2 separate regions of the Sus scrofa genome follow, and region 2 is linked to region 1. Evidence: chromatin contacts called from public HiChIP or PLAC-seq data. All regions are on one chromosome and are shown on one strand. Each heading gives the region's core, a stretch centred on a gene start, on an enhancer-like site or on the middle of the called end of the contact. The rest is flanking DNA. Distances are from core to core; before and after follow the strand shown.

Region 1 (6,372 bases), core at 2,396-4,895:
GGATCCCGCGTTGCTGTGGCTCTGGCGTAGGCCAGTGGCTTCAGCTCCGATTAGACCCCTAGCCTGGGAACCTCCATATGCCATGGGAGCGGCCCAAGAAATAGCAAAAAAAAAAAAAAAAAAAAAAGACAAAAAGAAGAACCCAACATAGTGTCCACGAGGATGAGGGTTCAACCCCTGGCCTCTCTCACCAGGATCTGGTGATGCTGCAAGCTGCAGTGTAGGTCACAGATGCAGTTCAGATCTGGTGTAGCTGTGGCTGTGGTGTAATCTTGCTCCAATTTGACCCCTAGCCTGGGAATTTCCATATGCCACAGGTGTGGCCATAAAAAAATAAATAAATATATAAAAATTTTAAAATTTAAAAAAAAAGAAAAGTACTAAGGGTGTAGAGATTTCTATCGAGCATTCAATTATAGTTCTTCCAAATTCTAGACTGTATTCAACCATCTCAATTTCCTAATGCTGTGAGTTTTACTGCCTTCTTCGCTTTCTACAGGTGCAGTGCTCTGGCTTGGGGAAAGGGCACTCTATACACTCTGCACTTGAACATTTGGGTAACACAAAGATTTGCTCTACACCAACCTCAAGGTGAAGGCAACTGTCTTCCAATCCCAAGTCCATGCAAATGAAGGAATTGGAATTTAAGCTTAGTGTAAAGTGAGTGGTCCTATTCAGACACTGAAGTCTCATATCCTTGAGCAAAAGCTTTCATGACACTGCAGCAGCCCTTCATTGATGCTGGGAATGCAGAGAGGTAGCAAAGAAGTGTTGTTAGGGGCATAGGCTATAGCCTCAGACTGCCTGTGTCCAAATCCTGGGCGGGAGAATGACTTGAGTCAGTTACCTAACCTCTCTGGGTCTCGGCTTCAGGGAGAGCATATTTTTTTAAATTCCAGGAGATCCTGTCGTGGCTCAGTGGTTAATGAACCTGACTAGCATCCATGAGGACACAGGTTCGATCCCTGCCCTTGCACAGTAGGTTAAGAATCTGGCATCGCTGTGAGCTATGATGTAGTTCTCAGACACAGCTCAAATCCCATGTTGCTGTGTCTGTGGTGTAGGCTGGCAGCTGCAGCTCCAATAGGACCCTTAGCCTGGGAACTTCCTCATGCGGTGGGTGGAGCCCTAAAAAGACCAAAAAAAAAAAAAATTTCCAGGAGTTCCCATCTTGGCACAGCGGAAACAAATCCGACTAGGAACCACGAGGTTGCAGGTTCAATCCCTGGCCTCGCTCAGTGGGTTAAGGATCCAGCGTTGCTGTGAGCTGTGGTGTGGGTCACAGACGCGTCTCGGATTTGGCATTGCTAGGGTTCTGGCAGAGGCCGGCAGCAACATCTCCAATTAGACCTCTAGCCCGGGAAGCTCCATATGCCACGGGTGTGACTCCTAAAAAGACAAAAGACAAAAAAAAAAAAATTCCAATTGCAATTTTTTATTGAAGTATGATTTGACACATAACACTGTAGTTTTAGCTGTACAACATACTGATTTTTTGTTTGTATATATTGTGAAGTGATCACTACATTCGTCACCGTACACAGTTATAAATTTTTTTCTTGTGATGAGAACGCTTAAGATCTCTCTTAGCAACTTTACTTTTTTGGTGGTTTGGGGGGGGCCACATCATGTGGCAATTCCCAGGCCAGGGATAAAGCCCACGCCACAGATGTAACCAGAGCCACAGCAGTGACAATGCCAGGTCCTTAACCCACTGAGCCACCAGGGAATTCCTCTTAGCAACTTTCAAATATGCAATACAGTATTATGAATTACAGTCACCATGCTGTATCACTCTCCATGATTTATTTGTTTAATAACTTGAAGTTTTTGCCTTTTAACCCCTTTTACCCATTTTACCCAACCCTATCTCTGGCAACCACGACCCTATTCTCTGTATTTGTGAGCTTGTTTTTTGCTTTTTTTTTTTTTTTCAGATTCCATATATAAGCGAAATCACATGGTAGCAGATGTTTTTATTCCCATTTTACAGATGCAGAGGCTGGGGCCTAAGAGGGAAGATACCATATCCCTCCCTCTAAAGTCATGAGGAGAACAGGACTCAATAATCAACCAAGGCAGGCACAGTCCCTGGGGCTCCTGTTAAGTTGGGTGGTTAAGGAGGGTAGCTTGGCCTGCAGAGGGCTCGCTTTAGCTGCCCAGTGAACCTTTCCAAATCCTAGTGCTCCAGGGGGCAGGTAGGTGGCCAGCACCTACCCCCAGCCCCCACCCCTGCCACCAGGCCCTGACGGCTGGGATGGGGCTCAGGAAGGGCTGGTTTCCCCCTTGGCCTGGAACGGAGGGGTGAGGAGGCCCTTGGGGAGGAAACTTCACTGTAAGAATCCCTGTGAGTCTGAGTTTTCCTGTTTCACTGTCACTCTTGTTTGGTTTTGTCTTGTTTTGTTTTGTTTTTCCTGCACTGACAAGGTGGGGGAGAAACCAATACAAATTTCTAAGCTGGGGTTGTGGAAGGTGAACTAGGCTGGACTCCGTTTGCACATCAGCATCAATTCTGTGTACCAGCATCATCAAAAAATCTACAAACAATAGGAGTTTATAAACAATGTTAATCCTATTATACTGTTGGTGGGAATGTAAATTGGTGCAACCACTGTGGAAAACAGCATGGAGATTCCTCAGAAAACTAAAAATAGAATTACCGTTTGATCCAGCAATCCCACTCCTGGGCATCTATCCAGAGAAAACCATGACTCAAAAAGATACGTGTACTCCAATGTTCACTGCAGCGCTATATACAAGAGCCAAGACATGGAAACCACCTAAATGTCCATCGACAGAGGAGTGAAAAAAGGAGATGTGGTGGCATATACACAAAGGAATATTACTCAGCCATTAAAAGGAAAGAAATAATGGCATTTGTAGCAACAAGGATGGACCTAGAAATTATCATGTTAAGTGAAGCCAGTCAGACAATGAGACACTGACACCATATGCTATCACTTACATGTGGCATCTAAAAAAAGGACACAATGAACTTCTTTGCAGAACAGATACTGACTCACAGACTTTGAAAAACTATGGTTTCCAAAGGGGACAGGTTGGGGGTGGGGAGATGGGATGGGGGTTTGGGATGGAAATGCTATAAAATTGGGTTGGGATGATCGTTGTACAATTATAAATGTAATAAAATTCACTGAGTAATTAACAACAACAAAAAAAAACCATCAGTTCTGTGCACCAGTTTTAGCAGAGCTGCCCTAGCTGGGGCCTTGAAGATTGTCAGAGTTAATATTCGGCTGCCCCATCTCTCTGTCTCTGTCTGTCTCTGTCCCTGTTTCCTGTGTCTGTCTTTGTCTATCTACATATATATAAATAAACATATATGTGTATATCTGTGCATCTATATATGTTATATATACACATACGTACATACGTATGTGCATAGAGAGAGAGATATGTATGTAATGTCTTTCTCTGTCTCCTCCTTTAATCTGATCCTTCACAGAGGTGGATGGGACAAGGAGCTATAGCTGTCTTCTCATACCATCACTACCAGCATGGTCCTCGAACCACTGGATGTGGGTCAGTTTTGGAAACAGACCCCCACTTCTCACTCCTGGAGAGTCAGTCCACACTGAGCTTTGTTCTAACAGTGCCCCATTTCCTCCTTTGGCCAAACTTTACAGTTTAGATGCTCGCTTTCGAGTCCTAGGGGAAGTGATAAGACAGAGGTCAGATTCTGGCCCTCCCTGCCTGCTGGGTGGTGGAATTGCGTGCTTTACGGAGCTAAGCCTTGCCCAGAAGAGGAAAGAAGACAGCAGAGACAGCTCAGGGAGTGTGGCAGGATGCTGTCATGACCCTGTGTAAGACTCCAGCTGAGTGCTGTGTGTATTTATAGACACACACACACACACAGACACGCAGGCATGGGAAACGTGCCCTGGAACAAACGTACTGTTTGTTTCCTGGAAACATGCCCTTCCTTGCCAACTTGCCAGATTTCCCAGATCACATCATCCTGAAGCAGGGAAAATTATGTCTTCTTATTCCCGGCATCCACCTGCCACATGAAGAGAGATCTTTGGAAAACGGATCTGACCACTTCTCTGCCCTTTGGAAGACTGGAGCGATTTCACCTTGTCCTCGGGTATGCTCCTTCCAGTTCACCTGCCTGCCCAGCTTCCCAGGACTCCCTGAACTCCTCCTAATGCAAAGTACTGTAGTGCACACCTCTGACAGCTCCCGACCCCTTAGACTTCCCTTGTTGGCACATGCAGTTCCCTCAGCCAGGAATGCTTCGGCATCCTCTCTTCTGGCAGAGTCCTACTCAGTCTCCAGCCCAGTGGGCACAGTTGCCCACTCCTCGGAGGGCTTAGGACTCTGCAAACTTACCTCACTACTGTCTGTCTATCTTTCTTTCTGTCTGTCTTCTTTCCTTTCTTTCTATCTTTTTAGGGCTGCACCCTAAAAATGTATGGTGGTTCCCAGGCCTATGCCCCAGCACCAGATTCAAGCCGTGTCTGTGACCTCACTGCTGTCTTTCTATTCCTATCTGTCTCCTCCTCCAAACCATACATTCTTCAAGGTCAAGAACTGTCTTTCATTCATTTTTGCACCCCCAAAATTTAGGCTAATGCTTGCTGCAGGGTAGATGTGCCCTAGAAATCTGTTGAGTGAATGGATGAGATTTTTACAGTATAGCTGCTAAGGTCTGTTTGGTGGAAGACTGGATTTAAATACCAGCTCTACCACTTGCTAGCCACAGGATTTTTCAAGTCACTTAGCCTTCTGTCAGTTTCCTAATCTGTAAAGTAGAATATAATGATAGAACCTCACTTATATGTTTATTGAGAAATTTTAATGATATTGCATATAAAGGATTTCCTAGCAGAGGCACATACTTTTTTTTTTCTCACAACCCATATTTTGTTTATCAGCAAACCCTGAAGGCTCTTCCTTTAAAATATCCAGCCACTTCTTAGCTTTCAACTGCTAACAACCCAATCCAAACTACCATCATTTCCCATGGTCATATTTTGCGGGCCTCTGACCTGGTCTCCCTGCCTCCACCCTTGACCCACTCATCTATTTTCAACACGGCTGCCACAGGGGATCCCTTAAAAATATGAGTCAGATCAGGAGTTCCCGTCGTGGCTCAGCAGAAACAAATCTGACTAGCATCCATGAGGATGCAGGTTCAATCCCTCGCCTTGTTCAGTGGGTTAAGGATGTGGCATTGAAGTGAGCTGTGGTTGCAGAAGCAGCTCAGATCCCACGTTGCTGTGGCTGTGGTGTAAGCTGGCAGCTACAGCTCCAATTCAACCCCTAGCCTGGGAACCTCCATACACCACAGGTGCAGCCCTAAAAAGACAAAAAAAAAAAAAAATGTATATATGAGTCAGATCAGGTTGCTCCTCTGCCACAATTCCCCTTTGGCTTCCCTACCTCACTAAGAGTAAGAGCCTAAGTCCCCATTGTGGCCAACAAGGTCACTGCTACCTCTGATTCCATCTCCTCACCTTTCCCCTTGTGCTCCCAGCTTCAGCCACACTGAGCAACATGCTGTAACTCAGACCCGCCTTGTCCCACCCTGCCCCAGTGCCTTTGCACTTGCCTAGAATTCGATTTCTCCAGAAAGCCTTATGCCTCCCTTTCTTACTTAAAGTCTTCAGTAAAAGCCACCCTCCCAGGAGTTTCCTCATGGCTCAGCAGGTTAAGGATCCAGTGTTGTCACTGCTGTGTCTCTTGTTACAGCTCTGGCATGGGATGGATCCATAGCCAAGGAAATTCCACCTGCCATGGGGAACAGCCAAAAACAAACAAACAAACAAAAAAAAAAAAACAAAAAACAAGCCATCCTCTCCAGAAGCCTAAACTTTCAACAATATGCTGGCTGTTGACACTTTTTTTTTTTTAAATCTTTTGTCTTTTTTGTTGTTGTTGTTGTTGTTGTTGCTATTTCTTGGGCCGCTCCCGCGGCATATGGAGGTTCCCAGGCCAGGGGTTGAATCGGAGATATAGCCACCGGCCTACGCCAGAGCCACAGCAACGCGGGATCCGAGCCGCGTCTGCAACCTACACCACAGCTCACGGCAACGCCGGATCGTTAACCCACTGAGCAAGGGCAGGGACCGAACCCGCAACCTCATGGTTCCTAGTCGGATTCGTTAACCACTGCGCCACGACGGGAACTCCTGTTGACACTTTTTATCCTGCTTCCCTCTTTAACACCAATGGAAATACATATTTTATTTATTATTATCCCCAGTAGAAGATAAGCTCTAAAAGGGCAGAAATTTTGCCTGTTTTGCTCACTTCTGTATCACCAGCATCTAGAACTTGCATAGAGTAAGTGTTCTAAGTACTCTGTTGAATAAACAGATCATTCCAAGAAGATTTGCTGGAGTCTAT
Region 2 (6,372 bases), core at 1,438-3,937, 530 kb after region 1:
TTCTTTAACACATCTAATGTGTAATTAGAACTAATGTATGTATTTCTTTTGGATTATATCTTGTCATCTAGCAGATCATTCTAGATGTGCAGGTATTCTTGTTTTTCTTGTTCCCCTTTTTAAGAGCTTGGGAAGGACAGAGATACTATCATGTGTTAAGCCTTTGAGAAGTCACAAATGGGAAGGATTTTCTTCCTTAACTCTTGAACTCTCAGCTTCAAATCATAACTGCAGTTTACTGAGTCTCATCTATTTGCTCAGTGCTTCATATGCATTTCATTTACTTTTCTTAAGAAACAAATTAAATAGCTATTGTTACTCCCATTTTAGCTGAGGAAGTGAGGCCAGGAGGCATTAAATCATTTGTCTAACATCACATGGCCACTAATTAGCATGATAGAGATTAAAACCCTGTTATCTTTGATTCTATAATCTTAACTATTATATTGCCCTGCTTTTCTAAATTAAGTGTAGGCATTTAGGGGTTCATGGATGAGGGCAAAGATGAAAGAAAAGGAGTTCCCATCGTGGCTCAGTGGTTAAGGAATCCAACTAGGAACAAACAGGTTGCAGGTTTGATCCCTGGTCTTGCTCAGTGGGATAAGGATCCGGCGATGCCGTGAGTTGTGGTGTAGGTTGCAGATGTAGCTCGGATCCCGAGTTTCTGTGACCGGTGTGGGCCGGTGGCTACAGCTCTGATTAGACCCCTAGCCTGGGAACCTCCATGTGCCTTGGGTTCGGCCCTAGAAAAGACAAAAAAAAAGAAAGAATAGCAAACCCTGCTCCTTTAATCTCTGCGTCATGCAAGAGGATGTCACTTTAAGCATCTTGCTTCCTACTACTCAGAATCATCTCATGCCACAGGTTTTTCAATTCTATATGAACTTTGTCCAGAAAAAGTGTTTTTTTAAATTTGAAAACAGTGTGTTTTTCCTCTTACAGAAAAAACGCAGTGAGATTCCTTGTTATTGGGAAAATCAGCCGATGGGATGTCAGAAGCTAAACTGTGCTTTCCATCACAACAGAGGGCGTTACGTCGATGGCCTTTTCCTACCTCCAAGCAAAAGTGAGATTAGTTTTTAATTGAATTTTAATAACACTTAGTATGCACACAGTACAAAATACTTCATAGATGTAGCCTTCTTTTAGTCTTGTGAGACAGTAGCATTATTTCCACTTCACAGATAAGGGAATTGAACTTTATTAAGGTTAAATGTCTTGTACACAATCATAAGCCAACAAATAGGAGAGTCACAGTTAAAACTTTGTTGCCAAAAGTCATGCTGTCTCACAAGTGTTTCTTGGCAAGACAGTTTAGATTACAACAGCATACCTCATTTCCTGTTTTCTTGTCAGACCCATACAGATTTAAAAAAAATTTTTTTTTTTTTTTTTGATTCTCCAGGCCAGGGTTTGGCAAATCTGATCTTCCACTTGTTCTATGAAATAAAGTTTTGTTGTAATGAAGCCATGCCCATTTGTTTATGTATTTTCTATGGTCAGATTTTCTGCTACTATTGCAAAGTTGAGTAGTTGAGACAGAGTTCTACAAGGCCTAAAATATTTACTATATACTTTTTTACAAAAAAATATTTACTAGCCCTTCCCTGCGGTGTAATCTAAAACATAACTCACTTTCTACCAGAAGCTCGTATTTATTTCTAAAGTTCCTTTTGAAGTAATTTCCTAGTGGAACGATGGGTCGTTTAAAAGCTGTGTTTGCTTTATGATTAAAATTCCATAGTTGTATATTTTCATCTATCATTAAGAAAAAAAAGTAGGTTCACAAAACCTTTTTGGTTTGGTTCAAAAGTGTTAGCAGAGTTCCCGCCATGGCTCAGCAGTTAACAAATCTGACTAGAATCCACGAAAGCAGGTTCCATCCCTGGCCTCTCTCAGTGGGTTAAGGATCTGGCATTGCTGTGAGCTGTGGTGTAGGTTGCAGATGAGGCTCAAATCCTGTATTGCTGTGGCTGTGGTGTAGTTCAGCAGCTATAGCTCTGATTCCATCCCTAATCTGGGAACCTCCATATGCCATAGGTGTGGCCCTAAAAAGCAAAAAAAAAAAAAAGTATTACCTACTATCTCTTTTAAAAGCTCTTCTTGATCAGAAAGCCTAGAATTTCAATATTAAATGTTTAGAATTTGTGAATAGTTACTATGCATCTAGCTTCCTGTTTATTCTCTATATTGAATGCCGACTTTGTATGTGTTTACATATAGTGAATGGTTGTTAGCCAGGAAAGCCACATTTTCAAAGCTCCCTGGAAGTTTAGAACCTAATTGGGAAAATGTGGAAATTTGAAAGTAAATTTTTAATTAAAAGATACAAATTAAAATAAAAAGACAATGCTCCTAAGGAAAATCCCCAAACCTATCATAGGTGGTCAGGGATTTTTGATGAATTGGGACTGTATCTTCTTGTATGTTCTACTGTTTTTTTGTTTTGTTTTGTTTGCTTTTTCACAGCCATAGCCACAGCACATGGAAGTTCCCAGGCTAGGGGTCAGATCGGAGCTACAACCGCTAGCCGATACCACACCCACAGCAACAGGGGATCCAAGTCATGTCTGCCCCCTACACCACAGCTCACGACAAAGCTGGATCCTTAACCCACTGAGTGAGGCCAGAGGTCAGACCTGCCTCCTCATGGATCCCAGCTGGGTTTGTTAGCCACTGAGCCATGAAGGGAACTCCTGTGTCTTCTACTTTTAATTTATGACTGTCTTTGTATGTGTAGCTGTGTTGCCCACTGTGCCTGAGTCACCAGAAGAGGAAGTGAAAGCTAGCCAGCTCACAGTTCAACAGAACAAATTGTCTGTCCAGTCTAATCCCTCTCCTCAGCTGCGAAGTGTTATGAAAGTAGAAAGTTCAGAAAATGTTCCTAGCCCTACACATCCGCCAGTGGTAATCAATGCTGCAGATGATGATGAAGATGATGATGGTAAGTTTTAGTTCTTTCTTTAAAGGAAGTAAATGATCAGGGTAACTTACTGATTTAGACAGAATTCAACTTGAAGATCTAGGCCTATTCTTAATTGAAAATTTGCCTTAAATTTTGATAATGTAGATCAGTTTTCTGAGGAAGGTGATGAAACCAAAACACCTACCCTGCAGCCAACTCCTGAAGTTCATAACGGATTACGAGTGGCTTCTGCTCGAAAACCTGGGGTCAATTTAAAACAAGGTAAGAAATGGCTATATTGATGCTAGTTCCTGCTCATAAATCCTACAGTGCTGTTGAATGTGTGTAAATACCTGTTTTTTAAATACCTCTGAACTTTAGTTCATAATTACCACCCCCTTCCTCTTCCCTGCTCCCATTATACTCACACACCTACTTACACATACTTTCTCTTATTCATTCAGAAAACATTTGCATGCCAGCCATGTACAGATAAAATGCAAAGGTGAAATGGTGCTAGTTCCTCACACAGTTGCTGTTTGCATTTCTAGGTGAATGTTTGAATTTCGGAATAAAAACTCTTGAGGAAATTAAATCAAAGAAAATGAAGGAGAAATCCAAGAAGCAAGGTGGTGAGTTATCAGGAGTTTTGACCTGGAGGGTTGAATGTTGTTAGAGAACAAGGATACTTCTGATAATAAGGACACTTGGCACCAACCAAAATGAGCAAACAGTTTTTGATTTTTGTAGTTTATAAATTAAACTCGGATTTATTTTAATGATGGTTGCTTTTTTAATTCATTACAGCTGTGTTTCAGTCCCTAAATATTCTAGACATTTAGAATAAACTGAAAGAACTTATTTTGAGAAATAACTCTAAAGAACAGCATATAAACTGTTATTAAAAATAGAAAAGTTTATTTTATGGTAGGTGAGCTCTTCCTTAAGAACAGCTAGGCTTTTCTTCTGGTGCTTGCCTTAGCTTAATCTGTATTTCTGACCTTAAAAGTTACAGATAAAGTGTAAAATGTAGTATTTTAGAGATAATCAGATGATTGGGTCTAAGTACCTTCTTGCTGAAGCTTGTTCTTTAGGAACCTTGGAGTTGTGTTTTCCAGATGATTAATTATAGATAGAGAAGATTGAATTGATACGCCTAATGTAGCTCTTGTGCTTCTGAGGTTACCTTTAGAATAATGTTAGCCTTATTAGTATATAAAAGTAGATTGAATGCCTAAGTCAGTCAAAACAGTTTCATGTTTTATATTCACTTTGTGCCAAGGGCAGGTAAGAAATAAGATTATCTCCCCTTCCCCTGCCCCATTTCCCTGTAGGCAGACAAAATGAAGACGGATTGGCTTTTGTAGTCCAGTGGTCCGTATTGGACTTATCTGGTCACAGAGACGAAATTTCTTGATTTGTGAAAGCTTTACTTTCCATAAATTACTTACTCTTCTTTGACTTGATTTATTCAGAAGGTTCTTCAGGAGTTTCCAGTCTTTTACTCCAGCCACAGCCTGTTCCAGGTCCTGAAAAAGAGAATGTCCGGACTGTGGTGAGGACAGTAACTCTGTCCAACAAACAAGGTGAGGTATAGGTAGGTCGTAAGTGTTGTCAGCCTACTGCTTTTAAATGACTGGGAGGAGCAGAATCCTTGCATGTATTTTGCTCTTAATGGATTTGCGGGGAAACTTCAATATGTTGACTGGATAGGATGAAAACTTAGTGCATTTGACTCTGCTATTTCAAAGGTTGAAATTCTTAACCAGGCAGCTCTCACATTTATGTATTCTGTTTACTTTTTACATTTACTGTTTATTTGAATCCAGCAAATTTATTGACTGCCCATTGAAGGTAAAAAAAACTATAATAAACCCTTTAAATTAGAGAAAAATGTAAAATTCTTTTCCCTTAATAGTTTTAAATCTAGTAAAGAACATGACACAAATAATTGCAGTATGCAGATACATGTAAATATTTATGTCATTCAGACAGCAAAGAGTCAGAGAAAAGAGAGCTCCCTTCTTGCTGGGATTTTCAGGGAAAGCTGTATGGGAGAGTTAGCAGTGGAGTAGTACATGATTTCATTTAAATTATGGAAGTGCACAAGCAAAGGTATAGTTTGGGTTGTATAACCAATTAGACACAACTTGTCTTCATATACTTGTCTACTATTAATAACTAGTACTGTGCTCTTTCTTCCCTTTGGGCTCTGCGTTTGGCTATTTAAATTATTTAATAGGTTGGTTTTAGGCGGGGGGAGGTGGTTTGTGTGTGTTTGTTTTGCTTTTAACGTGGGTAGTCTTTAAGACTGATACCTGATTCCCAGGAGACTTTCTGGGTGGACTTTTGTCTTTTTAGGGCCGCACTCAAGGGATATGGAAGTTCCCAGGCTAGGGGTTGAAGCAGAGCTGCAGCTGCCAGCCTACGCCACAACCACAGCAGTGCAGGATCTGAGTCACATATGCGACCTATACCACAGCTCACGGCAATGCCTGATCCTTAACCCACTGATTGAGGCCAGGGATCAGACCCCACGTCTTCATGGATACTAGTTGGGTTCTTAACCTGCAGAGCCACAACGGGAACTCCAGTGGACTCATGTTAATATTAGAGCATAATTTGTACTCATTAGTAGTTACTGAATACAGAAAAATTGGCTAATGGTAGAGAAATTCTGTTTTTGTCATTTTAGGAGAAGAACCTTTAGTAAGATTGAGTCTAACCGAGAGACTGGGGAAACGAAAATTTTCAGTAGGTGAGACAAGTTTTATGCCTATTCTTTGTTTTCTGCTTGTTTGTACGTTATGATATCTCCTCCAAAATTCTCTTTATTCAAATGCCCTATCAATATTGATATTGACTCCCTTTATTCCTGGCTGAAAGTATGTATAAAATTTCTTTGTTTTTCACATGTGCATTATATTCTTACTGAAGTCATACAAATTTATAGTGTAATGATTTAATTAGATTATGTGTAACTCTTTAAAAGTACTACATTTTAAAAAAGAGTAAATAATATCTCAGTTTCTATTGCTAAATTGAATTTCAGTGTTTAGAGGGGAAAAAAGTATCCAGTTAATATAAATTCAGTCCTTGAATTTATTAAGCTATTTTATATGTACGGAAGTATTTTACCATGTAATTGAATTGTTGTATACCTACTCATGTGTGTGGTTGTTTTTTGTTTTTGTTATGTTTTGTTTTGTTTTGTTTTTTGGTCTTTTTGCTATTTCTTTGGGCCGCTCCCGCGGCATGTGAAAGTTCCCAGGCTAGGGGTCCAATCGGAGCTGTAGCCACTGGCCTACAACAGAGCCACAGCAACGCAGGATCCGAGCCGCGTCTGCAGCCTACACTACAGCGCACGGCAACGCTGGTTCATCAACCCACTGAGCAAGGGCGGGGACCGAACCCGCAACCTCATGGTTCCTAGTCAGATTCGTTAACCACTGCGCCACGACGGGAAC

The links. HiChIP or PLAC-seq counts read pairs in DNA pulled down with a chosen protein or histone mark.
Region 2: a contact with region 1 is called in an H3K27ac HiChIP or PLAC-seq map of alveolar macrophages. The contact joins two enhancer-like sites. A contact is called at or near these places in 1 of 47 Hi-C or Micro-C datasets (heart right ventricle) and 1 of 2 datasets of contacts at active chromatin or transcription factors (alveolar macrophages).

Annotation. Positions count from the first base shown.
Region 1 is chr9:64,001,741-64,008,112 of Sscrofa11.1, forward strand. No RefSeq gene overlaps it. Among named protein-coding and RNA genes, the nearest start is that of BTG2, 29 kb to the right of the region's middle. Within about 2 kb of position 3,646, at least 34 of the 83 cell types and tissues checked have an H3K27ac peak or open chromatin away from gene starts, as enhancers often do. A contact at or near this core is called in alveolar macrophages, where this site is marked.
Region 2 is chr9:64,534,109-64,540,480 of Sscrofa11.1, forward strand. It overlaps ZC3H11A (zinc finger CCCH domain-containing protein 11A), which reads left to right. Exons shown (of 19, transcript XM_005656653.2): 6 at 943-1,066; 7 at 2,741-2,944; 8 at 3,071-3,187; 9 at 3,457-3,537; 10 at 4,381-4,491; 11 at 5,601-5,663. Among named protein-coding and RNA genes, the nearest start is that of ZC3H11A, 18 kb to the left of the region's middle. Within about 2 kb of position 2,688, at least 16 of the 83 cell types and tissues checked have an H3K27ac peak or open chromatin away from gene starts, as enhancers often do. A contact at or near this core is called in alveolar macrophages, where this site is marked.